Linked DNA regions of Arachis hypogaea: region 1 is linked to region 2. Evidence: chromatin contacts called from public Hi-C data. All regions are on one chromosome and are shown on one strand. Each heading gives the region's core, a stretch centred on a gene start, on an enhancer-like site or on the middle of the called end of the contact. The rest is flanking DNA. Distances are from core to core; before and after follow the strand shown. Region 1 holds the start of LOC112720689 (probable methyltransferase PMT14). Region 2 holds the start of LOC112720686 (alpha-mannosidase).

Evidence for each region. Hi-C and Micro-C count contacts between places; a contact is called where the count stands out from the background.
Region 1: a Hi-C map of an unstated tissue shows a contact between it and region 2, with 4 times the contacts expected there. The contact joins the promoter of LOC112720689 here to the promoter of LOC112720686 in region 2. A contact is called at or near these places in 2 of 8 Hi-C or Micro-C datasets (leaf and an unstated tissue).

The regions. Positions count from the first base shown.
Region 1 is chr11:36,527,956-36,531,705 of arahy.Tifrunner.gnm2.J5K5, reverse strand. It overlaps LOC112720689 (probable methyltransferase PMT14), which reads left to right and starts at 1,467. Exons shown (of 7, transcript XM_025771729.2): 1 at 1,467-2,044; 2 at 2,865-3,537. The coding sequence starts at 2,893.
Region 2 is chr11:36,204,392-36,207,796 of arahy.Tifrunner.gnm2.J5K5, reverse strand. LOC112720686 (alpha-mannosidase) reads right to left here and starts at 1,801. Exons shown (of 4, transcript XM_072205961.1): 1 at 1,724-1,801; 2 at 1,522-1,569; 3 at 1,296-1,415; 4 at 530-1,200. The coding sequence starts at 1,801. The coding sequence ends at 1,084. It overlaps LOC140173177 (a long non-coding RNA gene), which reads right to left. Exons shown (of 4, transcript XR_011867486.1): 3 at 2,815-3,089; 4 at 2,242-2,553.

The DNA of each region.
Region 1 (3,750 bases), core at 218-2,717, 320 kb before region 2:
GAATAAAGGGGTATATGTATAATATTTCTCCACTCGTGGTGTGGTAGACTTGGGAGTTGAAGCTTATCTTGAGCTACCTGTCTTGCTTGACAATGGCATCGGGTTCTTCCTTTTTGTGGACACCACTTTAGTCACATCTTCATCCTGCATATACTTAAGAGCAATTTGATGGATTTTCACCATAAACTTCACGTCTTTAGATGTCAAGTGTCACCTGATATCCCCTTCTAACAAACCAGCGATGAAGGACAAACACACAACCTTAGGATTTTGTGCGTTCATCTCTAACAGAGCCTTATTAAAGTGTTCAAAGTAGTCTCTTAGGCTTTTTCCAACTCTCTGTTCTATCCCAAGCAAGAAGATCAAATGTTTCGCCTGAGTTCTCTTAGTAGTGAAATGAACAAGAAATTTTGACTTAATGTCAGAGAAATAGGAAATGAACCCTGAAGGCAATGAGTTAAACTATGCCATGGCCAAGCTAGATAAGGTCACCAAGAACCCCTTACATCGTATGGCATTGCCACTCCTTCCAAATTCATCATCGCCTCAAAGGCATATATATATATTCATTCTTGAGGATCTGAGATCTCTTCGTACTTCATATCAGTTGGATTTTCGAAATTTTTCGGTAGCCACACATGAAGGACATGAGAAAAGAATGGAATTGCCCTATGATGACATGTTCATGGCGTTCCCTGTGCCATTTCAAACTTTCACTTCTAACTGGAGTTCGTATCTTAAGTAGAACTTAACTCAGTTCTGGACCGTTGTGCGGTCTCTCGAATTTTATCCTCCCGTTGAGGAGAAGCCCTTCTATTATGGTGATTGTGAATATGGATGATCATGTTCCTGATAGTGTCCACGTCCATGGTTTGGTGTTCACCATTCCTAACTATGATGTCAATCTTAGGTAGTGCAATTTCTAGACCTAGACTAGTGAGATTGTTCAACAAGCTACCATTCCAATTCTTGAACACGGTAGCGTATTTTATGCATTGCATGAACATAGTCTTTTCCTAATTTAGTGATATCATCCCTCCATGTTCCTCCTATCACCCCGTCCTAAACCAGGGGCTATAATCTCGATGTCCTTCTTCATTTGGGCCAGGAGTGACATCGGTTTCATGTTCGTCTTCCCCGGCTTATTTCTATTTTATTGGGGTTATTAGTTAAATTTTTTAATTCATTTTGACTTTGTGATCGGCCATGCTTCCCAACTTGTTTAAGATCCCACATACAGTGCTAAATGTTCGGATTGTTTAGTGTATTCATTTGGAAGTAGGGCTTGTTTGGGTGAGTTTTTAAGAAAAGATCTTTTTTCGAGTTATCTTTTTTTAAAAGATCTTATAGAGAAGTAAAAGTAATTTTATGTTTGGATATCTCATGTAAAAAGGTCTTTTTATCAATCAATTATGTTTGGGTATAACAATATAAAAGTACTTTTTTGTTTATTTATTACATGAAAAATATCTTTTTTTAAGAAATAAATATCTTTTTAAAAAAGATATAAATTACAGCTTCTCAAAAAAAATCTTTTTTTTGATTTTACTAGTGCTTTTACTTTTACTACTAGAAATTTGCCAAACACATTAAAAAATAAAAGAATATCTTTTTTCATTGAAAAAAGATCTTTTTTTTAACAAAATAATGGCGCCCAAACATGCACGTAGTGTATTCATTTAATGAAATGAATAACGATTAACTTAAAAAAAAAGAAAGAAAGAATGTATTCCGGGATTATTTAAAAAGAATAATAATAAAAAAGGAAGTTGGAAAAAAAAAGTTACCTAGGACCCCTGTCGGCGGATACAATAATGAAATTTTAACGAAAGAGGGATGGAATGTGTAGTCTTAAATGAAATGATCAAGTCCAACTGTCAAAGGTCCTCTTCTGTTCCCCTTTTTCACCTTGTCGCTCTCCAATCTTTCCTACGCTCTCAAATACACACCTTGCTGCTCCACACTCACCTCTCTCTCTCTCTCTCTCTCTCTCTCTTTTAGATCAGTGGAGAGATCTATCTATTAAGGTGAAGGGGAAAGAAAGGTTAGCAACTTGAACCTTTGTCTCTTCGTTTTGGGATCACACATGCATTTTCTTTGAACGCTCTCTTTATTTATTTGTCTGCATGAAAGCTTAATTGCTAACATTGTTTCTCTCTGTTTCTAATTGGTATTCCAATTACGTTACTGCTGAAGGATCCCGATTTATTTGCCTACCTTCTTGTATTCTTCGCAGTTCCACTTCACTTTTCCACTCTCAACTTCCATTATTTTTTGTTTTTAAAATGTAAAGCTAAGTTTCTTTCGATACTTTTTAAGTGGGTTTAATTGCAGATCTTTAGTTGATCCAGGAAAAAAAAAAGATTAGATAGATTAGGGTGTTTGTTGGAATGTAATTCGAAAAATCATAGTGTTAGAAAAATGAAAAGCAATTACCATTAGATCCACTTGTGTTCTGTATGAAGGTGAAACAGCTTAAAGGGTTGATGTAACTGAAAGGTATTTAAGCTTATTTCCCTTTCTTTTGCATTATATTGGGGAATATGAGGTATTACCATGCCACACCCACACTGCTATTTTATATATTTTCTAAATCAAGTTTAAACTAGTCAAACTGTCCCAAATAGGTGGAGACAGAAAATACAGTTAGTAGAGTAGTTATTGGTTCAGGAGCTCCATAATGCTGTCAGTTTCAATTTCAGCAGGAATGTACTTCGGTACTCTCCTTTTTCTTTTAATAAATAAAAATTAAGATTTAAATGCTTTATGCTTAGATATGTGTTAGTCTAATTTTGGAAGTTTGCTTGATTTCTGATGGTCTACTGTAACTTGCCACTTATTGATTTCCGTGTGAATTGGTATAGGTTTTGAGAGAATACTGGCTGCCAAATAATGGCGAATAAGAATAATGCACCTGGCCAACGAGGGCGAAGGCCGTTGTCAATATTTGCTGTTCTCGCCCTTTGCTGTTTCTTTTATCTTTTGGGAGCATGGCAAAGGAGCGGGTCAGGAAAGGGGGATAACCTTGCCTTGAAAGTGAATAACCTGATGTCAGACTGCAACATTATGCCTGAGTTGAGTTTTGAATCTCATCACAATGATGTAGAAATTATTGAACCGGCTGAACCGAAAGCTAAAAAGATCAAGGCATGTGATGTTAAATATACTGATTACACACCTTGCCAAGAGCAAGACCGAGCAATGACATTCCCAAGAGAAAATATGATATATAGGGAAAGGCATTGTCCCCCTGAAGATGAAAAACTGCGTTGCCTCATTCCGGCCCCTAATGGTTACACGACTCCTTTTCCTTGGCCTAAGAGCCGGGATTATGCCTACTATGCCAATGTTCCTTACAAGAGCTTGACAGTGGAGAAGGCTGTTCAAAACTGGGTGCAATTTCAGGGAAATGTGTTTAAATTTCCTGGCGGAGGGACCATGTTCCCTCAAGGAGCAGATGCATATATTGATGAACTTGCATCAGTTATTCCAATTAAAGATGGTTCTATCAGAACAGCACTGGACACTGGCTGTGGAGTAAGTTTTGATGTCTAAAAATCCCTGCTCATATGAAAATTTACTTTTAAATATATGGCTAAGCATGCTGATTTACTCAGTTTCGTTCTGCTTTAGCTGATAACTTTTGTAATAACATCTACTTATTTACATGCTAACACATTTAGAAGATAAACATTATGTTTGTCCATGTCCATGTTTCTTTACTATTGAATTGAATATCATACAGCATAA
Region 2 (3,405 bases), core at 552-3,051:
AGGGATATAAATAAAATAACTTACACTACAAGAAAAACACCTATTCAGGTACACTTGAAAAGTGTAGCCAAAAGTGAAAAAAATGATACCTTAGGAAAAGGCTACGCTTTTTAGGCTTCGGAGACGCTTTTCTGAGGGATGCCTATACCAGTGTTGCCTATTCTCAAAGGCTACGCTTTTCTGTACCAAAGGCTATGCTTTTGGCATTTGGAAATAGAGTGTGCTTTTTACGTGATGCTGTTCAGGACCAAAGGCTACGCTTTTCAGCTTCCAAGTTTACCATAATAGGCTACACTTATCCTTGCTACTGCATCACCTATAAAGCGTAGCCACATTGTATACCATAGCTACTCTATATAAGTGTAGCCTTAGATCCCTTATTGTTTATTTTTTGTATATATATTGCACAACATAATATGTAGTAATATGATTACATATATAATTCTGCATTTTTAATTAAATGAATTAAATATTATAAAATAAAAATAAAAATATAATTATACTAAATAATTTTTTTAAATAATAAAAATTATCTGTAAACAAAATATATTTATAATGAACCAAAAGTTCTGGAATGAATTTAATTTTGAATATTCATACATCTCACATTAAATTAAGCATAGCCAAATCAAAATAAGAATGAGACCTCTTAGAATTTACTCTAATACTCTATAAAAAACTAAAATATTATATCCTACATAAATATCTTCTAAGTCATTAGTCAACCATACATCTATTATTTCTCAACACTACTCCATCTTTACATCCATAATTTTGTGCACAATCTAATTCGTCAAGAGCTTCTCCTGCTCCTCTACCATCATCTTAGAGAATACACCTGGAGCATTAAGCATTGACCATTAGCAGTTTGTAACTGTTCACAGTAAAACAATCTTGAACTTGAAAGAAATAGCATGTTTATATATACTGTGAAACATTAGTTCCATCTCTCCATCTATAATGCTCGCTCCACCAGTGGCATGATCAACTAAGACAGAGAGTTCAGATTTCTAATCTTTAATATAAATTCCAAGATTAAGCTATAAAAAAAGTTTAACATTGTTAACAAACTTAACCATAATATCATAGAAGCTCAAAAACTATTAAAAGCCTAAGAGAGTGAAGAAATTTTATTGGATAATAGTTTCCTGCCACAGGTTGAGTAACTTGAAAGGGCCAATCTTTCTTGTGATCATAAACCTGTGTAAAAAAGTTTGAGTAAAAAAACTCAATGTTGAACATTTTTAACTGGAGGATTTTTATTACAAACGAACAAAAATTGGCATCAGAGTTACCCTTTTTAAAAAATCTCTTCCATTAGAATCAGTATAAAAATCCTTGTTTGTAGTCATATTTGCTGTTTTTTGAGTGATCGCCTCTTTTTCAACTCCATTATCAGTTAGAATTGGACCAACCTTCATAAAACTATTTGTTTCATAACCTTAGACAATTAACAGCATAATATTCTATTTTAGCTGATGAAAAAAGTGGCTTCTCACTATTACAAAGAAAGCAACTCACAGTGTATTCAACACCAGCATGGTCTTTGTTTTTGTAAAGCCTAATAACCTTCAAAAAATAAATGAAACAAATAAATAGGATGTAAAGGACATGCTTATGAACAAAGCAAACCCATTTAAGTATTTTGAAAATAATAGGATATACCATTATATATTGAAAAAGAAAAAAGACAATAAACACAATTATTTTAAAGGACACTGACCTGGTAAATCCAAGAGCTAAACTCTTGATGAATCTCATCAGCTAGTGGCCCGCGGATTACATTGTAGGGAACCTGCATGTATATCAAATAGAAAACAAATTTAAATATAAAAGCTTCAAAGGAATTGAAAATATAATATTATGTGTATTGTGAAATAATGTAATTGCAGTTCTTTTGTTATGTTACAACTAAAGAAGGCACATATATTAGTAGTAAGATTGAGCAGAAGTTTCTCTCTTACCTTCTAATATTTTTGCTGCCTAAATCCATAAGAATTGTCACTCTTTTTTTGTCTTCATGAATTGGCTACGTAGATGAAAAATTGAATCAGAAACAAAACTTTAATATATATATATATATATATATATATATATATATATATATATATATATATATAAATGAATCTAAAAACTAAAAGCTAGAAGTAATGGCAGTGCTACAAGAACAAATTTCACATATGAAATTTTGGACTAAAGGGAAAAAAACTGAAAGCTTTCACTTATAACTTTATTCACTTCTTAATAATCATGCCATTAGATTTCAGCAGCTTCTAATTCTTAAGCAAAGAGCAAAATATAATTACAATTTCAATTACATCTATACGAGAATTAAATTAAGTGTGAAATTTAAACTAAAACTTGAAGTAGATTCACAAAAACCAGATTTGATTATTGAATGATTAATCAAACCATGAAACTAATTATTGAATATTAATAGATCCTATGCCATAAATAATTAGAGAATTGAATAAAAGCTTATGAATCAGAACTATCTAATATAAGTGTACATAAGTTGTTTCTGTTCCCATCTTCAGTTATTCTTCCCATAACCTAAGGAAATTAAGCGAACAAAATTAGCCATAACCCACAAAATAGACAAAAAGTGAAGACAATACAGCTTAGAAAGAATAGAGAATAGATCAGGCAAACAAAAATCTATTATAAAAGGGAAAACAAAATAAGAATTATAATATGAAGAATGATCCATTTTGTCTTGTTGTTGGCTTTGCTTTTAACAAGGCTCCAATAATTCTTAGAACTTAAAGGCAATTGATTCTATAAGGGAGATCAACCAATTCATGAAACTCTTACCAGAAAAAGTGAATTGGCCTTTAAAATGTATGGATTTTTTACTTTGCAGGTCAACAAGCTTCTCAGCATCCTTCAAATCCAACTGAAATGAATGTCAAGGGTCAACTACTAAGAGCAATTAGTTTGCAAAGATGATAATATTCACCATGATCAAAATAAGATCATTTTTGAGGAACTGGATTTCCATTTAAAATGTTAAATAAGGTTCACGCCATTTGCCAAACATTCTGGTCTTCCTCAATGAGAATATCACAAAGTATAGGATAACTCAAGAACTGCACAGTGAAATGTAAAACGAGTTATTTATCATAATAATCAAACAATAACTTATTGTAACTATGCTAAAAGAATGAAACTTTAGAAAGAATAAATCAAGTAGGATTGGAAAATACTATTATGATTAATGAAGTAGCATTGAAAAATAGAAGGAAAATAAAAACGTCTTATATGTACTACTACTCTTGATAACTTTGAAGTAGCTCCAAATTAGATGACTGCATTAAATCACTTTAAAATAAAGTATAACTATAATTATACTCTGACACTTTAAAATGAAATCACTCAAATATATCATTATTGTTTAGGGGCTTA